Regions from separate parts of the Gossypium hirsutum genome. Here region 1 is linked to region 2. Evidence: chromatin contacts called from public Hi-C data. All regions are on one chromosome and are shown on one strand. Each heading gives the region's core, a stretch centred on a gene start, on an enhancer-like site or on the middle of the called end of the contact. The rest is flanking DNA. Distances are from core to core; before and after follow the strand shown. Region 1 has its middle 16 kb from the start of LOC121213226. Region 2 holds the start of LOC107893532 (organic cation/carnitine transporter 3).

What was found. Hi-C and Micro-C count contacts between places; a contact is called where the count stands out from the background.
Region 1: a Hi-C map of leaf shows a contact between it and region 2, with 2.3 times the contacts expected there. The contact joins the enhancer-like site here to the promoter of LOC107893532 in region 2. A contact is called at or near these places in 13 of 34 Hi-C or Micro-C datasets (callus, fibers, hypocotyl and 2 more).

The regions. Positions count from the first base shown.
Region 1 is chrA13:90,529,141-90,533,584 of Gossypium_hirsutum_v2.1, reverse strand. No RefSeq gene overlaps it. Among protein-coding and RNA genes, the nearest start is that of LOC121213226, 16 kb to the left of the region's middle. Within about 2 kb of position 2,069, at least 1 of the 9 cell types and tissues checked has an H3K27ac peak or open chromatin away from gene starts, as enhancers often do. A contact at or near this core is called in leaf, where this site is marked.
Region 2 is chrA13:90,442,405-90,447,087 of Gossypium_hirsutum_v2.1, reverse strand. It overlaps LOC107893532 (organic cation/carnitine transporter 3), which reads left to right and starts at 1,482. Exons shown (of 2, transcript XM_016818567.2): 1 at 1,482-2,903; 2 at 2,906-3,290. The coding sequence starts at 1,550. The coding sequence ends at 3,105.

The DNA of each region.
Region 1 (4,444 bases), core at 820-3,319, 86 kb before region 2:
TAAAAGGTTTAGCTAATCAATTTTATTAATTTAAGGACTCAATTAATTTTTTAAAAAGAGTTTAAAGTTGATACTATTAAACTTTAATAAAACAAAGTCTGTTTATTACTATTATCTTATCATTAATCTTTAATCATATTCCAACACCCAAACAATTTCAAAATGCAATTTATTCACAATCTAGGGAGTAATGGAAAACAATATATGTTGGGACCAAAAACAAAATCAAGTCAAGAACGAAATAAATTTTCACTATTTTATTTCTAAGATCATTATGAAGTGCCATTGAAGTTTAGAGGAACAAAGAAAGGTAAAAAAAAAAAGGAGGGGGGGGGCTCGAAATAGTGAGATAGCAATAGAATTCTTATGTTTTACAAGGATAATGATTTGCATGAAGACATAATATTTTGTCATCTATATGCAAGTATGGAATGCATGGTAATCTAAGACAGTAGATCCAAATATGGACCAAAGGGGAGAGCTCCTTTTGTTTGTCGAGGATATAGAAAAAGATGGTGGTGCCACTGTCACTGCCACTGCCACTGCCACTGCCACAGTTACCTTTATTGGTTGCAGAGAAAATTTTGGGGACTGCAAGTTGTCAAAAAAGCTCCTTGTCTCCAATACATATATACCTACGTAACTAAAACTCACACAGCTTAAGAGAGAGATGTATATTGGAAAAGGAAAAAAACAAAAGAAAGGTAATAAAGCCTAAAGACGAGGGGGAAGAATACACAACTCACTCCCACGACTTCGCATATCGATGAAGCTTCTATCTTTATAATGTGCATAACTAAAGTTAAAAAGTTTATGCTTCTATCTATCTATCTATATGCTTTCCTTTTCTTTCTCTCTCTTTCACTAAGTGTCATTGTAATTAGAGTTAAACTTCCAAGTACATCCAATGGATGAATTACAATCATGATGATCAAAGTATATAAAAGATGGTAATAGGAGGCACGTTCTTCCATGCAATTCTATATCATTTGTAAACCTCTCTAAAGCACTTTGGATTCTATTTGTTTAATCGTTTGGCAGCTTTTAGTTATTTGTGAATTTCAGAAATTTTCTGTAAAAAAGTAGACTATTCGGTCCAGAAGCTTCTTCTGTCTCACTCCCAACCCCACTCTCAAGTAGTTTTCATGTCTTTTTTTCTTTTCAAAGTGAAAGCCATGGTATTTCTTATTAATTTAATTATTCTCTGATATATGTATATATATATACCTTCATTTTATTGCACAACTGCATGAATTTTTTTACTATATATCCTGTTCGTCTATAAAAGTCTCGATTTTTATTTTTAATAACATTCTTTAATTGCTTATTACACTTTTTAAGAGATAGGTTATATGTCTAAAATTGAAGATTTGTTCAAAATATGGAAGGATTCTGAAAATAAGTTTAGCCAAAAATATGGTTGTATGTACCCAATCCGACCCATTGCACTTTCACAACAATGTAAGAGTAGAAGGCTACGATGGAAAGAAAGTTTTAAGGAGGGTGAATAAATTATGAACACCCACCATGACAGTGAAATGTTATAAATTATATGTTGTAGATGTTAGCGCAAGAAGTTAAGCAACAACTTCCATCTTTTCTCACATATTTTGAGTCGAAGCATGTAAACCAAAATTTACCCATTTTAGTTCAAATATTGGAACCCACATTTTTTTCATGACCTATTTGAAAGAAGAAATCAAAATGTTTCAAAGCTGTCCAAATAATGAGGCAACAAAATCACCCATGTCCACCACAGCCCAAAATCAGTATATAGCCCATCTCATTCCCAAATGGGACCGCCATTCGTACTGAAACTATGGGCTTTTTATCTATCAAATTTTTGTGTTTTTTTTTCCTTTTTTATGAAAAAGTAAATGTTTTAGATTCTACCCTGTTTCTTTTTATAAATAGAAAATATAATTTTTTTAAAAAAATGAAAAGATTTGAACATTACTTGTATGATTTAAAAGCTTATACTTTTTCACTATTTAGGATGTACATTGCCATATGAGTACAAGCAAATGGTAGCTGTCAAACACCGAGTTAGATAGCACTTGCCTACTCGGGTAACTCAAAATGTCGTTTGCCACTTTGCCTTTCCAGAGCTGTCTATAGCCTGTATTCGATCGGATCAGATTTAATATTATCAAACTCTAAATTTATTTGTATTCATAAATGATTGGTCAAGTCTATTTAAATTTACTTGGATTGAGCCAAAATAACCAAAAAAAAAAAATTGAACAAATTTAAAATAGTTCAACAATTTATAGAATACAAGTTAAAAATTGTAATTAATCAAAGCAAATTTTTAGTATTATTTCATTTTTATTTTTATTATATAAAAATAAATATTTTAAATTTAAAATAGTGAAAATAACTAAAAAACACTATATAAATTATTATTTTTCAAAAAATTTATATATAAGAATTATTGGTTATCATTTATTTACTTGATTTTTTTGAAATATTCATAAAAAAAATACTTTGAAACTTTACCCTAAAACGTCCAAAGCCTTGAAAGAAAACTTAATTTGTCAAAATAAATTTCAAAATCTAAATTTAGTGTGAAAAATTAAAAGTTAGACGGAATTATTCATGACAATTTAAGAATTTTAAAAATCAATAAAATCGAATTCAACTCACCTCTAAAACTTGCTCATTATTTTTAAAGTAAAAAAATTAGAAATATATTTTATTTAACATTTAATAATTATATTTTTTATTAAAAAAAATTAACAAACGTTTTTAAATATTATAGATTATAATTTATATAAATAAAAAAGTATTATAAGTTAGAAGATAGATGAATATTGATCAAAGTGAATATCTTAAACAGATTTTTTTTTTTAATTTTTAGAAACCTAACATTTTTTTTGTAACTCACAAAAAAATCAAGTGAACCAAGCTTCCAAGTTTTGCGTAGTGTTGTAGGGGCCGGCCATAACGTGGACTCCAGTAACATTCAACCAACGGCCACAACAAAAGCAACATGGATAATAATTGATTTCACATGTTAGCACTTAAAAAGTAATTATTGAAATTTCTACGTTAAATATATTCTTTTGGGTAAATTCCATCTAAAGTCACTCTAAAATAAGATTTCTTTTCTTTTGATCATTTTAATTTTTTTTCTTAATTTGACTGCTTTAATTAAGATAATTGTTCAAATTAATCATTACTATTAAAAATTCCGTTAATCCACTAACGGATTGTTGATGTAACACGTTAGCTAATTGAATGATCGTGACATTTTTTTTTTTACTTTTAATTAAAACTTAAAAGACCTATATGTAATTATGCTGTCTTCGATGCTGCGTTCTTTTGCACTGATTTCCCTCAGAGACAATTAAAAATCTAATACTATTGACACAATTCTTTTGTTTCTTCCATTTCTCAAACGCAAAGCTTTTGATTTTTCTGACACTTACTGATTACTAATATCTTTAATTTGTTTGGGCATGTCTTAGTTTCATTATCATTGCAATTGTTTTGTTGCAATTATTGACTTGAAATTTGTTGATGTTGAAGGGGAAGATGTATATTTCTTCTTCTCGGAACAACAGCTCTTACTTAGGTAATTTTCTTTACATTACAAACTTTACAATTTGTTTTTTTTCTTGTCTACAGTTCGGGGTGAACAAAATCCGATTTGACTCGAAGAATTTAATAAAAAATTTAAATTTTGAATTAAATAGTTCGAGTTATTTAAGTTAATCAAGTTATTTAGATCAACTCGAATAAAAAATTAAGTTTTTCGGTTTAACTCGAATATGAATTATACAATTCGAGTTATCCGAAAATCTAAATAAGAAAAAGTAAAACTATGTCGTTTTAATAAATGTTCAATTTTCTAAAGTTAAAAGTCAAAATCATTAAGTCAAAAGGAAAAAACTACATTGTTTTGATAAATGTTTATTCGTTAAGTTAAAAGACAAAACTATTATATTGTTTATATAGTTAAATAATCTTGTAATTCGTCTACTAGTTAAATAATCAGTCCATGTAAACGCAACATTGGGTATAAATAATAGGATTCGTTAACTCGACTCGACTTGACTCGAAATTTTTTGACTTGATTCGAAAAAAATTCAAATCGAGTTCGGTTGCTAAAATAGGATTCGTCAACTCGACTAACTCAAAATTTTTTGACTCGATTTGACTCGACTCAATCAAATACTCACCCCTACCTATAGCATTAACAATACCAAATTATTCTTCTACAACTAACAACTCTCATATTGTTCAAATTAACACCTTATATGATGAACATGGGAGTTCTTTTGCATTGGTTTCCCTTAGAGAGTAGCTCAATAATAAGGCCTCTCACTTTTCTCTATGATTCAATTTTTATACATAATTACAGAGGTCTCAACACAAGGATGGATCATCATCACTAACTATCTGCATATGAAAAGGCATTTTATTTTAGCATCTAACAACA
Region 2 (4,683 bases), core at 233-2,732:
CATTTGTTTATTAAGCATTTGTGTATTTCCCATAAAAAGTGTGTTTGGGTTTCCAATTCAATCTTTTATTTCCAAATTAGTGTATGTTCAAGTATATCCATTACAGCAAATTGCCATATATGCCCACTTTTGCTGACGGTCAAAATTTGTCACTACAACCAAGTTTTTATCAACGATTAACTTTTTTGTCAGTATATGTTAAACTTAGGCTGACACACACAATTACTGTCACTATAGGTTAAATTATAGTGACAAATCAATTTTTGTCAATATAATTCTTCTATATATAGATAGTTTTACTTTAATTGTCGATATGTGCATAACTTTAAAAAGCATTTTATTTATCCCTATACCAATGAACTATTATATTGGTTCCATCGGTATAGGACTTATATTGTTATGTTTGGACTTTGTTTTGTACCTTGGATTATGTTTTGACTATATAATTCTTATTGTGTGTATGTTGAATTAAAATTATAAATAAATTAATATTATTAATTAAAAACAATATCAACAATTGTGCCTTATTGTTCCTATATGTTAAATCATATCATCAAAATTTCACTTTATACTAACACAAGAAAATCGTCGGTGTTTTTATACTAACAAGAACATTCATTGACAGTAAATATTGTCATTATATGTTCAATATAGCTCTAGTGACGAATAAGGCTATCACTATGTGTATCAGTATAGTAATAATGGAGAATATACCTATATGAACATATGCTACTTTAGTGACGCTGTAATCGATAGAAAAGTCTATAGCGACGGTTCGTAGCTCTTTTGACTGTCGCTTAAAGTTCAATAAATCTATACCTATTGTGTTTTGGCTTGATCATGATACATTAAAACTTATAAACTTGTAGGTGAAAGATGTAATATTGAGCAGCTACATATTTTCATTAGTTATGATAGACATGTGATATATTCTCATCTCTCTAGATCCAAAACAAAATTCCAAAAACTGGTGAGAATGTGACTTTTAATTCACGGCGTTAGAGCATTTATTGCCACAATAATTAACCTGCCAAAGCCAAATTTATATTGCTATTGTTTGTATAGGAAATTAATGTATGGACTTAATGCATATATATCTTTGAATCATATTTTTAAAAGACTTTTTTCCTTACAAACAAAATTAATTGAAATAAAATCCAACTCTATGTAAATGTCAAATTCTTGATGCTTCATCGTCTACTCAATTATTTTTTAGACATTATATGTAATCAGTAAATGAATCATATGATGCGCTAATTGTATGCAACTTTTTTTGCAGGATGGGTGAACCATATGATGCCTAATTTATTCGAGGTGTATGTAATGCTAACCTATGCTCTCTCTAATCTAAATAAGAGCTGATGTGGCTTGACGTGGCATACAGTCCTCTGCCCCCCAGTATTGGCTGTCTTTTTATATTTTATTGAAAGTTGTCAGTTGTCAGCCCCGTACGCCTCTATATAAATAGGGAGATATCCAAAGAGCAACACACGTCTTCTTATCATAAACCAATACACAGATACACTTGCTTCTCACTTTAGAACGGTGTATGGCCGATTCAACACCGCTTCTGTCTCACTGTGATAAACCGGCAGAACCAAAACGGCCGCCTCGATCTCTCGATGAGACCATCGAGGGCTGTATCGGAGACTTCGGGTGGTGGCAATTCTTGCAAGCAATACTCGTCTCTCTTGCTTGGGTCTTTGATGCTCAGCAAACCTTCATCAGTGTATTCACTGATGCTGAGCCATCCTGGCACTGCACCCAAGGCGGAGACGAGTCTGTTTGTAACTCTTTGTCCAACATTTGCGAGCTCCCCAAGAATTCATGGTCTTGGGATTGGCCTTCTCAAACATCAATCATATCGGAATGGGGCCTGGAATGTGCGCCTTCTTTCATCACTGGCCTCCCTGCTTCTGCTTTCTTCATGGGTTGCCTTGCAGGCGGACTTGCACTTGCAACGCTTGCTGACTCCACTCTTGGCCGCAAAAACATGCTCTTATTCTCATGTCTCATGATGTCTTTTTCTTCAATCTTCACCGTTTTTTCACCCAATATTTGGATCTATTCTGTCCTGAGATTCATTAACGGGTTTGGCCGCGCAACTGTTGGAACTTGTGCCCTCGTGTTATCAACCGAGCTAGTAGGAAAACGGTGGCGCGGCCAGGTCGGCGTTGTTGGTTTCTTTTGTTTTACTTTAGGGTTTCTTTCATTGCCGGTAATGGCATACGTAAATAGAGGTTCTTCATGGAGAACACTGTATCTGTGGATTTCGGTTCCAACAATTTTGTACTGTATATTAGTTCATTTCTTAGTTCATGAGTCCCCAAGATGGCTGTTCGTCCGAGGACGCAAAGAAGAAGCAGTGTTAACACTCAAGAGCATGGCTCAGGCTAATCAAAGTCCCATAACAATGAGCTTCTCCAATGTCCTAATCGAGCAGGAATCATGGAATGTAGATATTTACTCCTCAATCAAGATACTGTTGAACAAGAGGTGGGCGGCAAAAAGGCTAGCGGCCGTGATGGTGGGAGGTTTTGGGATTGGGATGGTGTACTACGGCATGCCATTAGGCCTTGGAAATCTATCCGTGAATCTCTATTTGGGCGTCACATTAAACGCCTTATCCGAGTTGCCAGCGTCACTCATTACATTCTTCCTTATAGGGAAAATGAAAAGGAAAGACTCATTGTTGGGTTTCACAATATTAAGCGGGGTGTGCAGCGTGTTGTGTGTGGTTGTGGGGAAGGTGTCGCCAAGTTTACAGATAGCAATGGAGCTGATATCCTTCTTCAGTGCCTGCTCGGCCTTCAACATGTCACTGATATACACATTAGAGCTGTTCCCCACATGCGTGAGGAACTCGGCAATATCAATGGTGAGGCAAGCACTGGTGTTTGGGGGGTGTTCAGCCCACTGCTCGTGGCCGCTGGGAGGACAAATAACTTCATATCGTTCGGGGTATTCGGGTTGGTGATAGGAATTTGCGGGCTGCCGTTGGTGGGATTACCGGAGACTAGAGGTGGAACAATTTGTGATACAATGGATGAAGAAGAGCACAAACAAAATGAGAAGGCGGCCGCCGCAATTGCTACGTTAGCATAACTTAAGCTAGCTGTATCTATCTAATCATTACAACTTGCCAATAATTGCATGCCTTTCTTGTTAAGGTTTTTTTTTCCCCTTCTTTTTCTTTTTAAATGTATTCTATGCCTTCATTGTTAGAAATCTCTTGAACGCGTTTTTCATCTTGGTTTGAATAAATGTAGTTTAAGGATTATTATTTTGTATACCCCTGTGTTTTTTTAATTTTTTCCTTAAAGTTAGACCCCTTTGTCTTTAGTAACAACATATACATATATAATATAATATATATACAACAATAATTAATCTTATAAAAAGGCAATGATAGCGATAAGATTTGAGTGGTAGGCCTCAAAACGAAAAGGCTTACATTCATTGGTGTATGAGCAGTAAAAGGACCAAACGAATCAACACCTTGCTCCAAATTGCTTGAAGAAAAGTGAAATGCAATTATGAAATTTAAAAAGTCAAATTCTTTAAATTTTAGTCTTTTTATTTTTTAAAATTTAAAAATTTTGCTCGACCAAACAATAACAGTTAAATCTTTTTGGTTAAATTCTACTATTAATCTTGTATAATGCGTAAACTTAAATATTTAGTTCATATTCTCTAACTAAATCATTCTTAATCGCTATATTTTTTGAAATTTTAAAATTTTAGTCTTAACGTAAACAACAGTTATTAAATCTAGTAACTTATTTTTTTATGAGTAATACGCGAAGATAGCAAGTTGACATGTAACCACACATGCAACAATATATTTGACGCATCAAATTTTAAAAATAACAACTCAGCTTAATGAATTTAATACTTGCTATTTGATCAAAACTAAAATTTTAAAATTCTAAAAGTGTAGAGACTGAAAATGACTAAGTTAAAGTACAAGTACTAAATCTACAATTTATATAAAGTATATGATCTAATAGCAAAATTTGACCAAATTAAAACAATGGGTTGAAGAGCATAAGTTTATTTGTTGTGAAAGAAATGGTCCTTGAAAAGATTCAAATTGGATTCCAGATAAGGAAGTGCAACAAAAGTGATATATGTTAATGAAGCAAATCCTATCCTCTCATCGGAACAACCAAAACCATTGTCCCCTCATTCATATAAACATGGGTAGGCGCATCCATGTGAACCGCATTATTGTCACACTAGTATATATGTAAATTGAATCTGGCATTGCCTATGTATTCAAGTCATCATCTTTTCTTGTGGTTGTGGGGGCTTAATGGAGATTAGTCTAGAATAAGCTAAATGGTTAGAATATAAAAGTGTTGGTAGGTGACTTGGTCCCCTAAAGATTTTTCAAGAAAGGTTTTTTTTTTAAGTCACTGATAAAAAACAGTAATATTTCTGATTGATCCTAATTACTATATGTAGCTAATAGAAAATAAGATAAATTTATAGTTGGCCCCTCTTAAAGTTGATTTTTTTTTAAATGATAAATCCAATAATTCAATCAAATAAGTATTTTTATGCTATGTTGTTCTTTTAGTTATTCAGTTCAATGTTTGTAATGATTAATTATATTGGAAGCTAATAACTTTCTGACTTAAGGGAAAAAGCATGCGGTGTGGTACAATAGTTTGGGTTTAA